Linked DNA regions of Mus musculus: regions 1, 3 and 4 are each linked to region 2. A link is a contact called in public promoter capture Hi-C data. All regions are on one chromosome and are shown on one strand. The core of a region is the stretch at or near the end of the contact, and the rest is flanking DNA. Distances in the headings are between cores, read along the strand shown. Region 1 holds the start of Tax1bp3 (Tax1 (human T cell leukemia virus type I) binding protein 3). Region 2 holds the start of Derl2 (Der1-like domain family, member 2). Region 3 holds the start of Ncbp3 (nuclear cap binding subunit 3). Region 4 holds the start of Itgae (integrin alpha E, epithelial-associated).

Region 1 (2,772 bases), core at 100-2,599, 2.2 Mb before region 2:
AGCCAGTGAAGGATCCTAGAAAAATCAGGCTGGTACAAATTGAGTAAAAACTGGGATATCCTAGCCGGAAGCTCACCCTCCCAAGCCACCTTTATCAGTAGCTTTGTTGCCCCCACCCTCCAACACACCCATCTAACAAGGCCCATCCCTACAGTTCCAGGACTGTGGACACAAGTCACACCTGTGACTCCAACACTTGGAAGGCTAAGAAGGGAGTACTGCCAGAAGTTCAAGGCCAGTTTAAGCTTAAGAGTAAGGCCCTGTCTGGGGAGTGATTTGTGTCCTTCCTAAAAGCTTCCTTTTAGGAAACTGGGCACTGATGCTTCTCTCTTGGGATTCAGCTGCTCAGGGTTGGCCAGCGCCCCCATCAGACTGTAACATCTACCCCTCCATCCTGTTGCCTATTCAAATACACCTGATTGATACACAAGACAAACCGAGAAGGAGGCCCTGGAAAGGTCTAGAAGCTTAAGTGTCATGCACAGGACAAACACTAAGCATCAAGGGCTGAGTACCCTAAAAAGTTCAGAAGACCAAGCCTTAGCTCTCGAGGGGTCTGTCCCAAGAGCAGCGAGGCCGGATGAGAAGCGGGAAGGGGGATGCACAAACTCTGGCCAGCCCCACCCCCTAAATCTCCTACGGCTCGGCGGCGGCGGCGGCGGCGGCAGTGTGCCGGCTGGAGCAGAGGAAACGCTTCCTCATTCCAGAGGCTGCGACTCACAGGACATCGGCGCCCGCCCCCCACGGCCGCCCAGCTGGGGACAGGAGGCCCAGGGCAGGGGAGTTTTCTAACACTCCCGCGGACCAGCCTTTCTCCTACGTCCTCCCGGTCTGCGCCTAGTAAAAGGTATCCACCCGACGGCGGCAGTGCACAGGATCTGGCCTCTGCCCAGGGTCCCGGGAGGCTCTTAGGTCCCAGCCACCTCTCCAGGCCAGGGAAGGCTGCAGCACTGTTAAGCAGAAACGGCCACCGGAATATACGCAGGAGCCCCGGGTCCTATACTTTCTCAGCCTGTCTAGATGTCAGTTTGCCGCTCTGCGAAATGGGGGTGAGCCAAGAGGAGAAGGAGCCCGCGCAAGCGCACTCACCACTACGGCGGTGACAGGCTGGCCCGGGGTGTAGGACATTTCGACCGAAATCTGTCAAGGAGACAGCGCCCGGTGAGACCCCCAGCGAGAATGCCCGCGGCCGCGCCCTCCCTGGTTAACAAAGGGCAGCCCTGCTCAGCCCGCCCCCTCATGAATACTTAAGAAGTCTCTAGCCAATCAGCATCTGGAGCGCTGTTGGGCTTTCCGGAGTCCCGGGACTTGTGTGCTGAAGTGGGGCGGGAGGGGAGAGCGCCCGAGGCGCAAGCGTAGGAGGGTGGGGCGGAGTTTGTGCGCCTGCGCAAACCGAGCCCTCCCAGCAGCCTCCAGCGCAAGATGGCGGCGCGGGACTCTCCGCTTTTTCCTGTCTGAGGGAACACGAGGGACTGTGTGCCGCGGCGTCTCAGGTAACTCCGCGAGCCTGTCGGGCGTGTGCTGATGTGCTGCTGTCCCGGGCCGGCCCGAGCCTCAGTTTCGGCGTGCAGTGGAGGTCAGAGGCCCCCAGCACGGCGTCGGAGGTCCCAGGGGGAGGAGGCGCCGTGCGCTCAGCTCGCCAGGCTTCGGGCTCCACTTGTAACTCGGTTTTCTCCACAGCTCCGCGTGAGTCGGCGTGAAGGCAGAAGCGGAGCCCCGGCGGGTGCGATGGCCGCGGTGGTGGCCAAGCGGGAAGGGCCGCCGTTCATCAGCGAGGCAGCCGTGCGAGGCAACGCCGCGGTCCTGGATTACTGCCGGACCTCAGTGTCAGCGCTGTCCGGGGCCACCGCCGGCATCCTCGGCCTCACCGGCCTCTACGGCTTCATCTTCTACCTGCTTGCCTCCGTCCTGCTCTCCCTGCTCCTCATTCTCAAAGCGGGAAGGAGGTGGAACAAATATTTTAAGTCACGAAGACCTCTCTTTACGGGAGGCCTCATTGGAGGCCTCTTCACCTACGTCCTCTTTTGGACCTTCCTCTATGGCATGGTGCACGTCTACTGAAATGAGGGCAGGGGTGACTTTAAAACAGATCGGCAAGGCTCTTGCCAGAATTAACACCGGGTAGACTTACTTAGATTTTAAATTGTTGGAATTCGCTGCTTGTTCTGTACTGTTATAATTTATATCTGAAGACAGAGCCTGTAATATTATTCTTCAGATTAAATGAAGTGTGACACCTTGTCGTTCCTTGCTTAGCCAAGCTTTGAAGTCGCCAAGATTTGCTCCCTGGAGAGCAAGTACGAGGCCACAGCCTGTATATTTTTTTGGATTTAACGCCTAGTAAGTCCAAAGGGACCTCTAGAGTATACATGAGAGAATTTAACGTTAACATCTTAAGAACTGGTAACAGTTCGTGTTACTAAGCTTTCACTGTGTACCGGCATTGTGTGTTTTCATTCTCGCCATAGCAATGGAGATGTTACTGCTAACTTTCTGTTAATGAAAAACCTGAAGCACAGAGAAGTTAGTTGTCTCTGCCAGAAGTGGCTCGTCTGGAAGGGGGCAGGGCCGAGGTCCAGTTGCAAGTCTGTTTGCTTTTGCTGGATTGGGTAAGAGTCCTCTTCTAGCACCCCCTCCCACTAACCACTGCTTTCCCACGTGAGTGAAATCAGCTAAGTTCCAGTTACACCAGGTTTAGCCAGTCGCCTTTCCTATAACAAAAAATGCAAGCTATTTTTCTAAATCGTTGTCCTCTGGCGATTAGGTTATGTG
Region 2 (2,917 bases), core at 380-2,879:
TTTTGTGAATTTGGTAGTCATAAACTTGTTTTTCTTCCCTATAGAGCTAAGAGTATTCCCAGGGCCTTTGTACATACCAGTACGCACTCTAGCACGAGATTCCCAGACCCACACTGTATTTTGAAGACTAAGACCATATGGCTTCGCATACTGTTTGGACACTGAAACTACCTCCACCTTCCACCTTCACATATGTTGTTTCTATTGAGATGACTTTCCTAAAGACTGTATTTTCATTATCTGAATAGATTGGTCATCTGTTACAAATTACCCAATCAACTGACCACTTGCACCCTATAATTCTCTTAAGTTTGCACTCTAACTTTGCCTCCAAGTTTTCACCATTCCTGGATTGATGCGCCATGATTACATAACCAAATACCTACATCCAAACTTCCAGTTTTGAGAAAAGTTCCAATGTTGCCTTTTCTCTGTTGGACACTGCCAATGCTATAATGAGGCAGTAGCTATAAAGATGCAGTTTTACCAACAAGTTGCTAAGACCACTCCCCAGTGTTTGCTCCCATTCTACGTTGTCCACACTGGCCTAGAACTTCAGGATGGAACAAATCCTCTGGCTTCAGCCTTCAGAGTGGCTAGGAGCCACAGGTCGGTTCAACTACTTTCAGCTTTCTAGTCTTCCTTCTAAATGCCATTCTCTCCAACTTTTTACTTGGTTCCTACCAGTCTTGACGGTCGCATTTTTTTGTCCCACAATTTTTAAAGCTTCTTTATAACTTACTGAACACGTCTGCCACGGTCAGGATAGTCTTTGCTCCAGCCCAATCTAATTCTATTTTCTTTCCTTCAAGTAAGCATGCAGTAGGCGCAGATTCCAGAGCCAGTTCGAATACACATCCCTGAAGAACCGCCTCCGCTTTCCCTTCATCTACCGTCTCTTCTCTGCTAGATTAGAGTTCCTGCGGCTGAAGATAAACATGAGAGGTCCTCACACCGTCTCGACGAATGTAATGGACTTCAGAGCCTACGACCGCCACAGACAAGGCCCAGAAACCGCAGAACGGGAAGCGCTTCCTTCAGCTCCAGCTCCCGTACTACCCCGCGGCCGCGATGCATGCCGGGAACTCTAGGTCTCCGTACCCAGGCCGGCCAGACCGGAGGGATTCCCTACAGAACGCTCCGCCGCCCCGACGCCACTCCTCGGTCCCGCCCTTTCCGCTCCTCCTCGGAGAGCACACAGCCCCTACCGAAGCGATCCCGGGAGTGATGGATTCCGCCCCACACCGGCTTCCCGCCACTTCCTTCAAGCTACACTCAGCGGCTGGAAGAAGGCGGTAACACCGGCTCCTCCGAATCGACTGAGACCTGCCTCTGCGAACGAACGCCAAGGCGGGCTGGATCGCACTCCTGATTGGCTAGCCGTGGGTCAAAAGGAGCCACTGCGATTGGTAAAAGGAAGGCGACAAGGAGGGAAAGCTAGCTGTGGCCGGCAGGGATTGGCGGACGGAACTGGTCCTTCTCTCTGCGTTGGTAGGCGGAGAAGTAAGGATGGACCGACGCAGAGGCGCAACTCTTGATTGGTGGGTGAGCGGCCCCAAGGCGCCAGCGATTGGTGGCTGTCCGAGTACGCAGCGCTGATTGGACAGGAGTGGGTAGGCTGAAGGCCAGCTTTGAGTCCGCCCCGCCGCCTGGCATACTGGCGGAAGGGGAAGGGGGGCAGGCGCGGTGGGAAAGATGGCGTACCAGAGCCTCCGGCTGGAGTACCTGCAGATCCCGCCGGTCAGCCGCGCCTATACTACCGCCTGCGTCCTCACCACCGCGGCCGTGGTGAGCAGCTGTGGCGCCACATCCTCTTTTTCCAGGCTAGCTATGACTGCGTCTTCAGAAAACGGGTTTGGGCCGCGGAGAAGCCCAGTGGGTCTGGTCCCAGGGGTGGGTGGAGACATCCGGAGCTGACTCTAGGGTTTGGGATATTCCCAAGGGTGCCAAGCCAGTGACCTGAGAAGGGTGTGCCCCTTCGTGAAGGGCCAGGTCAGTTTCAGACAAATGAAATCCAGACCTGTAGTGAATCAGAAGTGCGGGAGCCGCCCACCCAAAAATGTGTCTGAGAGGTCCAGGTGACTAGTGGGAGTGAGGTCCGCTAGGTTCACAGACTATTATATTGAGTATAGAAATCTCGAGCTATCTGGAAACATCTTTCAAAAGACGGCCTATGGATATAAGTGTCTGGCCGCTTGTACCTATCCCTAATGGTAGCAGGGTCTTAGTTAAACCCCTTATTCCGAGTTGTCTCACCTAGCTGAGGTGGTGACCACGTGACGCACAGATTTGTAAAAGATGCTGTTGGCTTGTCTCTAAAATATGCTCACCCGCCTGCCTTATAGCATCCTCAAATATTGCAACATCAAACTGACATTGTGTGTTTATACAAAACGGTTGTGCAAATTCTAAAGAATCTCTTACCAGCTGTCACAAGCAAGACAGAAATGTATTCCAAGGGACAGAAATGATTAGATCTACTCATCCTTCGTGGTTCATGATGAAATTTTGTTTTGCGGTTGATCGGCTTCAAGAAGCTCTTTTTCCATTTCAGCAGTTGGAATTGATCACACCTTTTCAGTTATACTTCAATCCTGAATTAATTTTTAAACATTTTCAAGTAAGTGGTCTATATAGCAACTGTGATTAATGTTTTCATTATCTTTTTTTTTTTCGTATCGTTTAGTAAGTAGTAAATCCTGTGAAATAGAGTCTCAAAAAAAATAACCCAGTAGGGGAATCTCTGATTACAGGTCTTTTTGAGATGTAAAGAGGGCATTCCACAGCCTGGTTGGACTCTAGAATGGTTTGAGAGCTGCTAAGTATTTGGGAACTCCTTATATACCAAACTAGAGTTGCCAGGGGGGAGCCAGGTGCAGACAGAGCAAGCAGGAGGATGGCAGGTGCTGGATAAGCT
Region 3 (3,162 bases), core at 21-2,520, 2.0 Mb before region 2:
CTCCTGGCCACTGTGCTTTTTATCCTATTAACAGGGTGTGTGTGTGTGTGTGTGTGTGTGTGTGTGTGTGTGTGTGTGTTTGTTTTTGTAGCACTTAATACAAAAGGGAACTATTTACTTGTCTCCCCTACTAGGGCAACACCAAGAGGGAGTTCGCTCTTAAGCACCTAGGATTACACCAGCACACAGAGAGGTGTGTGATATAAACATGTTAAACTGACTGAATGGATAACACCTGACCTATACACTATCCACTATAACCTATAGATGTTGTCACCAAAGGTATTGTCATTTGTCATCACTACCTTAGCCTTCACTCATAACTTCAAATGTAAAACCAAGCTGCTATCATGTAATTAAAGGAGGGGGCGCAGGGAGTTCACGTTGTATGTGAAAACCGAGCTATCCAGGCCTCAGACCAGCTTTAAGAAGGGGCATGTGACTACCAAACCACAGGCAAAACACTCCTCAGACCCACTGTGGTTAAAGAAAGATCAAATGTCACTGTGTGTCAGAAGCTGGGACCACCGAGAGTAGACGCAGTGAAGGTGCGGGGACGTGAGGACCCTCATCCACAATACCAACACACGAGTGTCTGCTGTTTGACAGGTCTAGCCCTCCCAAGCGAAGAGAGCTGGTTTAAGTGACACCAACTCGGCCGGGGAAGGAGGACCCACCAGGAGACCTGGATGCCGGCGGCACCTAACACTTTCTTTGAGGGCTGATTCAGGTTCTGTTCCCGCCCGCGGCTCCTTTTTATCTCCAACCAAACACAGCTGATTCCGTTCGGGGCCACCGAGGGGCAGCGAGAGGGGTGTCCCCAACTCTCTCCGAGATCCCCCGCCTCTCCAGCGCTCTCTGCACCCATTTCCGGGCGCCCCGGCGTCCTTTCTCTCTGGCGCTCTCCGGGTCATGCGCGGCCCCCGCCTTTCGGCGCTCGCGCCCCTTTCCCGCGTTCCCGGACTTGCGCCAGTGCCGCCGTCCGCCACCTTCCCTGACTCTCCAGGGACACCCGCCCGGCGACCTCCTCAGCCCCCGCCCCTCTCGCCCGTACCGGGAGCAGTTCCTTTAGGGAGCGCCGCACCGGCACGATTTCCAGCTCGCCTTCTTCCACTTCCATGGGCTCCGGCTCGCCACGCTCCAAACCGGACTCCACCTCGGGCGACGGAAGCCCCAAAGCCGGCCCAGCGGGGGCCTCCGCCTTCACAGACACTCGCAGGCCGCGGACGGCCGCCATAGCTGCCAGCCGGCCGCACCACCGAAAGCCCGCCCCTCACTCCCGCCGCCTAGAGCGCCGTCGCCGATGACCACAGAGGAGCACCGCTATCACCTAGAGCGTCGTCTGTTTCTACCAGAAAGCTGTCCTTATCTCTGGCGCCCCCTTGGTGACCTAGGAACCTGGGGCCGGCTTGGGGCGGGACTTCGCGGGGTAGGGGGCGGGACGAAGCAGTGATGGAGGTGGAGCGTCGTCTGAGGTTCCAAAATACCTGCACTTTGAGGACTATACTTCTAAGAACTGCTGAGCGGTTACCGCGATCTATCATCTAGGCAATCTGAGCGTTTACAAAGTTATTTCCGTAGTAAGCTTTGGCTCTGTCAAGTCTTCCAGTAATTGAGCCATATTATGTGGTCAAAATTTTAAACTAGGGCCCAGTGTAGGGGTTACATGCCTATAATCCCAGCAGTCAGGAGTCAGAGGCAGGCACATCTCTAAGTTCCAGGCCATCCAGGGATCCAAGGTAAAACCCTGCCTACATTTAAACTGGAAAGGGATGGTACACGATTGTATTCCCAGCACTTGGGAGATAGAGGCAGGAGGACTAGGGGCTGAAGGTTATCCCCCAATTACACCAAGGGGCAATTGCTAGTTTGAGGCCAGCCTAAACTACAGAAGATCCTATCTTAAAAGGGGAAGAGGGGTGCTTCAAGATCACAGTGACCTACCCAAAGGGCAGAACCAGAGCTTAGACCCATTTTGTCACTTCTGGGAGCTCTACTCATCAGAGACTCACAAGCAAGATTTCCTGCAAATGTTCCTAGTAAGAGTCTGGCTGGGAAAGAGGAAAGGCTTGTTCAGACTTGAAGAAGGGACTTCTTGTCTGTCATGAGTCCTGATTTTGTGTCTCCTCCTGTGTCATATTTAGTTAGCCCTTTCTAGACCTATCTCCCAATCTGAACCAGGAATAGGTAAGACCATATATCTGAGCCCCTAAAAATCTTTTCAGAGAAAGGCAAATCATTCTAAAACAGAAAAAAAAATCACAAGACTCAGATACACTAGGTCACTTTGGGCATGGCACGGAACCTCAGTTCCTTCATCAGAACATAGAACAGTGACACACCTCCACAGAAGAATATAAGGACCGAATGAGCTAGTTATGTGCGGCTGTAAGATCCAAAAGAGGTGATACTGTACATCCAAGCTTTTCTTGAAATGGGTCTGTACCATGGGACAAACAAGATGGAATTCCTTAGAATGGTACCATCAATTGATTGCAATGCAAAGTACAAAATTGGGTTAAAACAATGGATTGTATTTTCTTTTCTCCTGTTCCCCTTCCTTTCTTTCCTTCCGTTTTTCTTTTGCTGTATTAACAATGCAACCCAGAGACTTGAGCATGCTAACAAAGCCCTTTACCAGTGAGCTTTACCCCAGCCCTCTTGTTTTGAGACAGAGTCTTGCTATGTAGCACTGGCTGGCCCACTACTTGCTTTGTAGCTGAGAATGATCTTAAACTCCTAATCCTCCTACCTCTGCCTCCTGCGTGATGGGCTTATAGGCATGTACCACCATGCCTGGCTCCCTAGTGTGTGTTTTATAGAACTGTTTGTGTTTGGGATAGCCAGCTGTGGGTGACAGTCATGAACCCCACCATTACACTATCTTTCTAGGCCTGTGGAGTAGGAGGTAGGAGAAACAAAAGCAGTTAATTACTTAGCCACACAGGCCTCTCTACCTCCTAAAGAGACTTGCAGCTTGAGGATTCAATTCAGAGGGATTTGAAATTACAGTGCAAAGAGGCCTTGGGGCACCCACAGGAGGGGGTGGTTATCAGGCAGTCAACGCTTAAGTTCCCAGGCTGCTACCAGACAGCCCTATACCTTTCTCCTGACTTGGTCCTAACTGTAAGTGACTATTCCTGGTTGTCAACCTGACTATAT
Region 4 (2,878 bases), core at 161-2,660, 2.1 Mb before region 2:
TCAGAGCTATGATTAAAAAAAGTGGGGAGTGAGACCCCATTTCCCCCTCTGTAGATAACAGAAATAAACACAAGTCTAGGAATCAAAATAACAAATAGTTCAACCAACTTTATCTTCCCATGGTGACTATCAAATGCTTAAAAAACAAAGCTTGTGTGTCTGTGCACATAAGTGTGTGTGCTCATGAGCATGGCATCATGCAGAGGACAGAAGACAAGCCAGCTCTCTCTTTTTACTATGTGGGTCTCCAGAACGGAATTCAGGTCATCAGGCTTGGCAGAAAGTGCCTTAACCTGCTGAGCCATCTCACTGGCTCCCCTAGGTCTTTTTAAAATATCAAAAATTTCCCGCCGGGTGTGGTGGCACACACCTTTAATCCCAGCACTCCGGAGGCAGAGGCAGATGAATTTCTGAGTTTGAAGCCAGCCTGGTCTACAAAGTGAGTTCCAGGACAGCCAGGACTACACAGAGAAACCCTGTCTCGAAAAACAACAACAAACAACAACAACAACAAAATTCCCTAAAACGTTGATGATCTGAGCAGGGTTTAGCTTGCCTTCCGGGTGCTCTGGCTCATAGCGGGTGCTCATCCTGCATTCTCCTCCTATGATGGCTCAGCTCCTTCATACCTTCAAAGAACTGGCTTCTATAGCTACAGCTCCCTGCCCTTATGTAACTATGTGTGATACTCACCTATTCTCTTGCCAGAGATGAACAAGAAAAGAGACCTAGATGGCTAGGTAAGTTCAGACTAGAGCCCTGTCTGAGCAGTCCCCGGGGGTTCAGCTGATTATGCTATCTTGTCTCTGGGATCTTAAGGTGGTCTCAGGGCAGTTTGTCCCAAAAGCAGTCCCCACTCAGGGTTAAAGACAGAATGGGATCCCCTGGCAGCAGAAATGCCTGCCCCTCCACCACAGCACAGAACAAGAAACAGCTTCCCCCACAACATTCACTCTGTAGAGTTTCACCCCCAGTCTCCTGCTAGTCTTCATGTTCTCTCAAGTCCTTCCAATCCCCAGCAGCTGAAACTGGTCTATTAAAGAAGAGCCCTCTTCTGGGTGGCACAGGGTATCACTGGGTCCCACACTCTGGGAACTAACTGGGCATAGAACTGAGGATGTGGCGGAGTGAGGGGAGGCTGAATAGAGAGGGAAAGGGGGTGGCAGAGCCCTAATGCCTGAGGCCAGCAACAATGAAGAGGTCCTCCCCAGTAAACCTGCAGTTCTGTCTGAGCAAAGGCTCTTCCCAAGGGAAGCCCATCACTTCTCTAACCACTAATCCTGAGCCCAGGCAGACAGAGATGATAGCATCTGAAGACAGGGGGTAAGACTGACTTACTGGCCATGCAGAGAAGGGTATGGAAGAGCCACTTCATAGCTGGAGCAGATGCAGCTGTGTGAGCTGAGTGGGGCGACACAGAAGGACCTCAGAAAGTACTCAGCTTCCCTTCCCCTGCAGGGGAGGCCAGGAGGTGGAGACAGAAGCATCTACAGATAAGGGACCACAGGCCCACAGGTACTTTTTTTGTTTTTGTTTTTCGAGACAGGGTTTCTCTATATAGCCCTGGCTGTCCTGGAACTCACTCTGTAGACCAGGCTGGCCTCGAACTAAAAATCCACCTGCCTCTGCCTCCAGAGTGCTGGGAATAAAGGTGTGCACCACCACTGCCCGGCTCCTGAGGTACTTTTAAGTAGACATAGCCACCATAGCTTGTACAAGGCCAGCACGTGACTTCACCCATAGCTGTGGGCTGGGTCCTAGGAACGTAAGACAATTGCCAGCCCAGTTCCATCACTCACTAGACTCACCATCTCATGCACGAGTGAGCTAAGATTTGGCTGGTGGTCGTTCTGAGTGTCTTTGGCAGACAGAGGGGGTGCAGGAGCAAGTCGTCCACGTAGGTGAATTCCAGCCTGTCCTATCCAAAATGTTCCCCAGTCAGACTCATGGGGTCAGTCCCCAGCCATATTGGGTCCCCTCAAATAGAAAGTGGCCTCACAGGTAGGAACTGGGCTCTTATGTCTGCTCCTGTACTAAACACATAGGGCTGTGGAGGACCAGGTGAGCATGGAGACCCTATGTATTAGTTAAAGTCATTGCTTCAATCCAGTTGTGGTTCAAATGTCTTCAAAGTCTGAAGCGGGTAACAGCTTCACAGCTCTGGGCTTCCAGCCTAACAGAAGAGGTAGACCTCATGGCCTTTATAGCCAGCTCTGACCCTGCCCAGGCGGTGGAGAGTCTACTACCAACAGGGGCAGTCATATCTAAAGACTAATTTCCTCAATGATCAAGTTTGCCCACACAGCAGTGAGGGAAGGAAGCCATTCTGCACAGCCCAGCAGAGCTCTGGACAGGTAAGCCTCGGACGATCCCAGCTTTCAGGAGTGTAGGGTGGGAAGACTGAGTTCAAGGCCAGCCTGGGCCATGTGGTAAGACCTCTCTGCAAAGATGGGCTGCTTTGAACCCAACTGTCCAACTGGAGCTATCAGCCACAAATAACTGACACGTTAAAATGACGTTAGTGTATGGACAGAACTGAACTCTAGAGCATATGCAATCTTAATCTTAATTCAGAAAAGCTGGGCATCAAACCTCTCATTCTTCCATAGATGTAAGCGAACATTCTGGAGTATTATAGTATTAGCAAAAGCAGACAACCACATGGCCTTAATGACTACATGAAAATCAATTTTATTTTGTTTTTCACATGGAAAACGTATCTAGCCACAGTTCTGTGTCGATTCAGTGACACGTCAAACATTTCCACGCTGTTAGCTTTGGTCTGATATTGACTAGATCTTATACAATTATTCACAAGGAGATTACAGTTCACCACCACCACCCCACACACACACACACACATACAACACATTATTAG

What was found. Promoter capture Hi-C pulls out the DNA fragments that hold promoters and counts their contacts.
Region 1: a promoter capture Hi-C map of pre-B cells shows a contact between it and region 2, with 3 times the contacts expected there. The contact joins the promoter of Tax1bp3 here to the promoter of Derl2 in region 2. A contact is called at or near these places in 9 of 39 promoter capture datasets (the 3T3-L1 cell line, cranial neural crest, frontonasal cranial neural crest and 5 more), 1 of 484 Hi-C or Micro-C datasets (B cells), 1 of 115 datasets of contacts at active chromatin or transcription factors (astrocytes) and 1 of 9 other capture datasets (adipose tissue).
Region 3: a contact with region 2 is called in a promoter capture Hi-C map of pre-B cells, with 4 times the contacts expected there. The contact joins the promoter of Ncbp3 here to the promoter of Derl2 in region 2. A contact is called at or near these places in 6 of 39 promoter capture datasets (the 3T3-L1 cell line, cranial neural crest, hippocampal neurons and 2 more), 1 of 484 Hi-C or Micro-C datasets (B cells), 1 of 115 datasets of contacts at active chromatin or transcription factors (astrocytes) and 1 of 9 other capture datasets (adipose tissue).
Region 4: a contact with region 2 is called in a promoter capture Hi-C map of hippocampal neurons, with 9 times the contacts expected there. The contact joins the promoter of Itgae here to the promoter of Derl2 in region 2. A contact is called at or near these places in 2 of 39 promoter capture datasets (cranial neural crest and hippocampal neurons) and 1 of 115 datasets of contacts at active chromatin or transcription factors (stem cell-derived neural progenitor cells).

What each region holds. Positions count from the first base shown.
Region 1 is chr11:73,175,660-73,178,431 of GRCm38.p6, reverse strand. Tax1bp3 (Tax1 (human T cell leukemia virus type I) binding protein 3) reads right to left here and starts at 1,349. Exons shown (of 4, transcript NM_029564.2): 1 at 1,090-1,349. The coding sequence starts at 1,128. Emc6 (ER membrane protein complex subunit 6) reads left to right here and starts at 1,390. Exons shown (of 2, transcript NM_025318.3): 1 at 1,390-1,493; 2 at 1,681-2,772. The coding sequence starts at 1,729. The coding sequence ends at 2,061.
Region 2 is chr11:71,018,015-71,020,931 of GRCm38.p6, reverse strand. It overlaps Derl2 (Der1-like domain family, member 2), which reads left to right and starts at 1,629. Exons shown (of 7, transcript NM_033562.4): 1 at 1,629-1,788; 2 at 2,555-2,620. The coding sequence starts at 1,696. It overlaps Mis12 (MIS12 kinetochore complex component), which reads right to left and starts at 1,321. Exons shown (of 3, transcript NM_025993.3): 1 at 743-1,321.
Region 3 is chr11:73,045,975-73,049,136 of GRCm38.p6, reverse strand. It overlaps Ncbp3 (nuclear cap binding subunit 3), which reads right to left and starts at 1,270. Exons shown (of 13, transcript NM_025818.3): 1 at 1,055-1,270. The coding sequence starts at 1,237.
Region 4 is chr11:73,089,115-73,091,992 of GRCm38.p6, reverse strand. It overlaps Itgae (integrin alpha E, epithelial-associated), which reads right to left and starts at 1,410. Exons shown (of 31, transcript NM_008399.3): 1 at 1,339-1,410. The coding sequence starts at 1,375.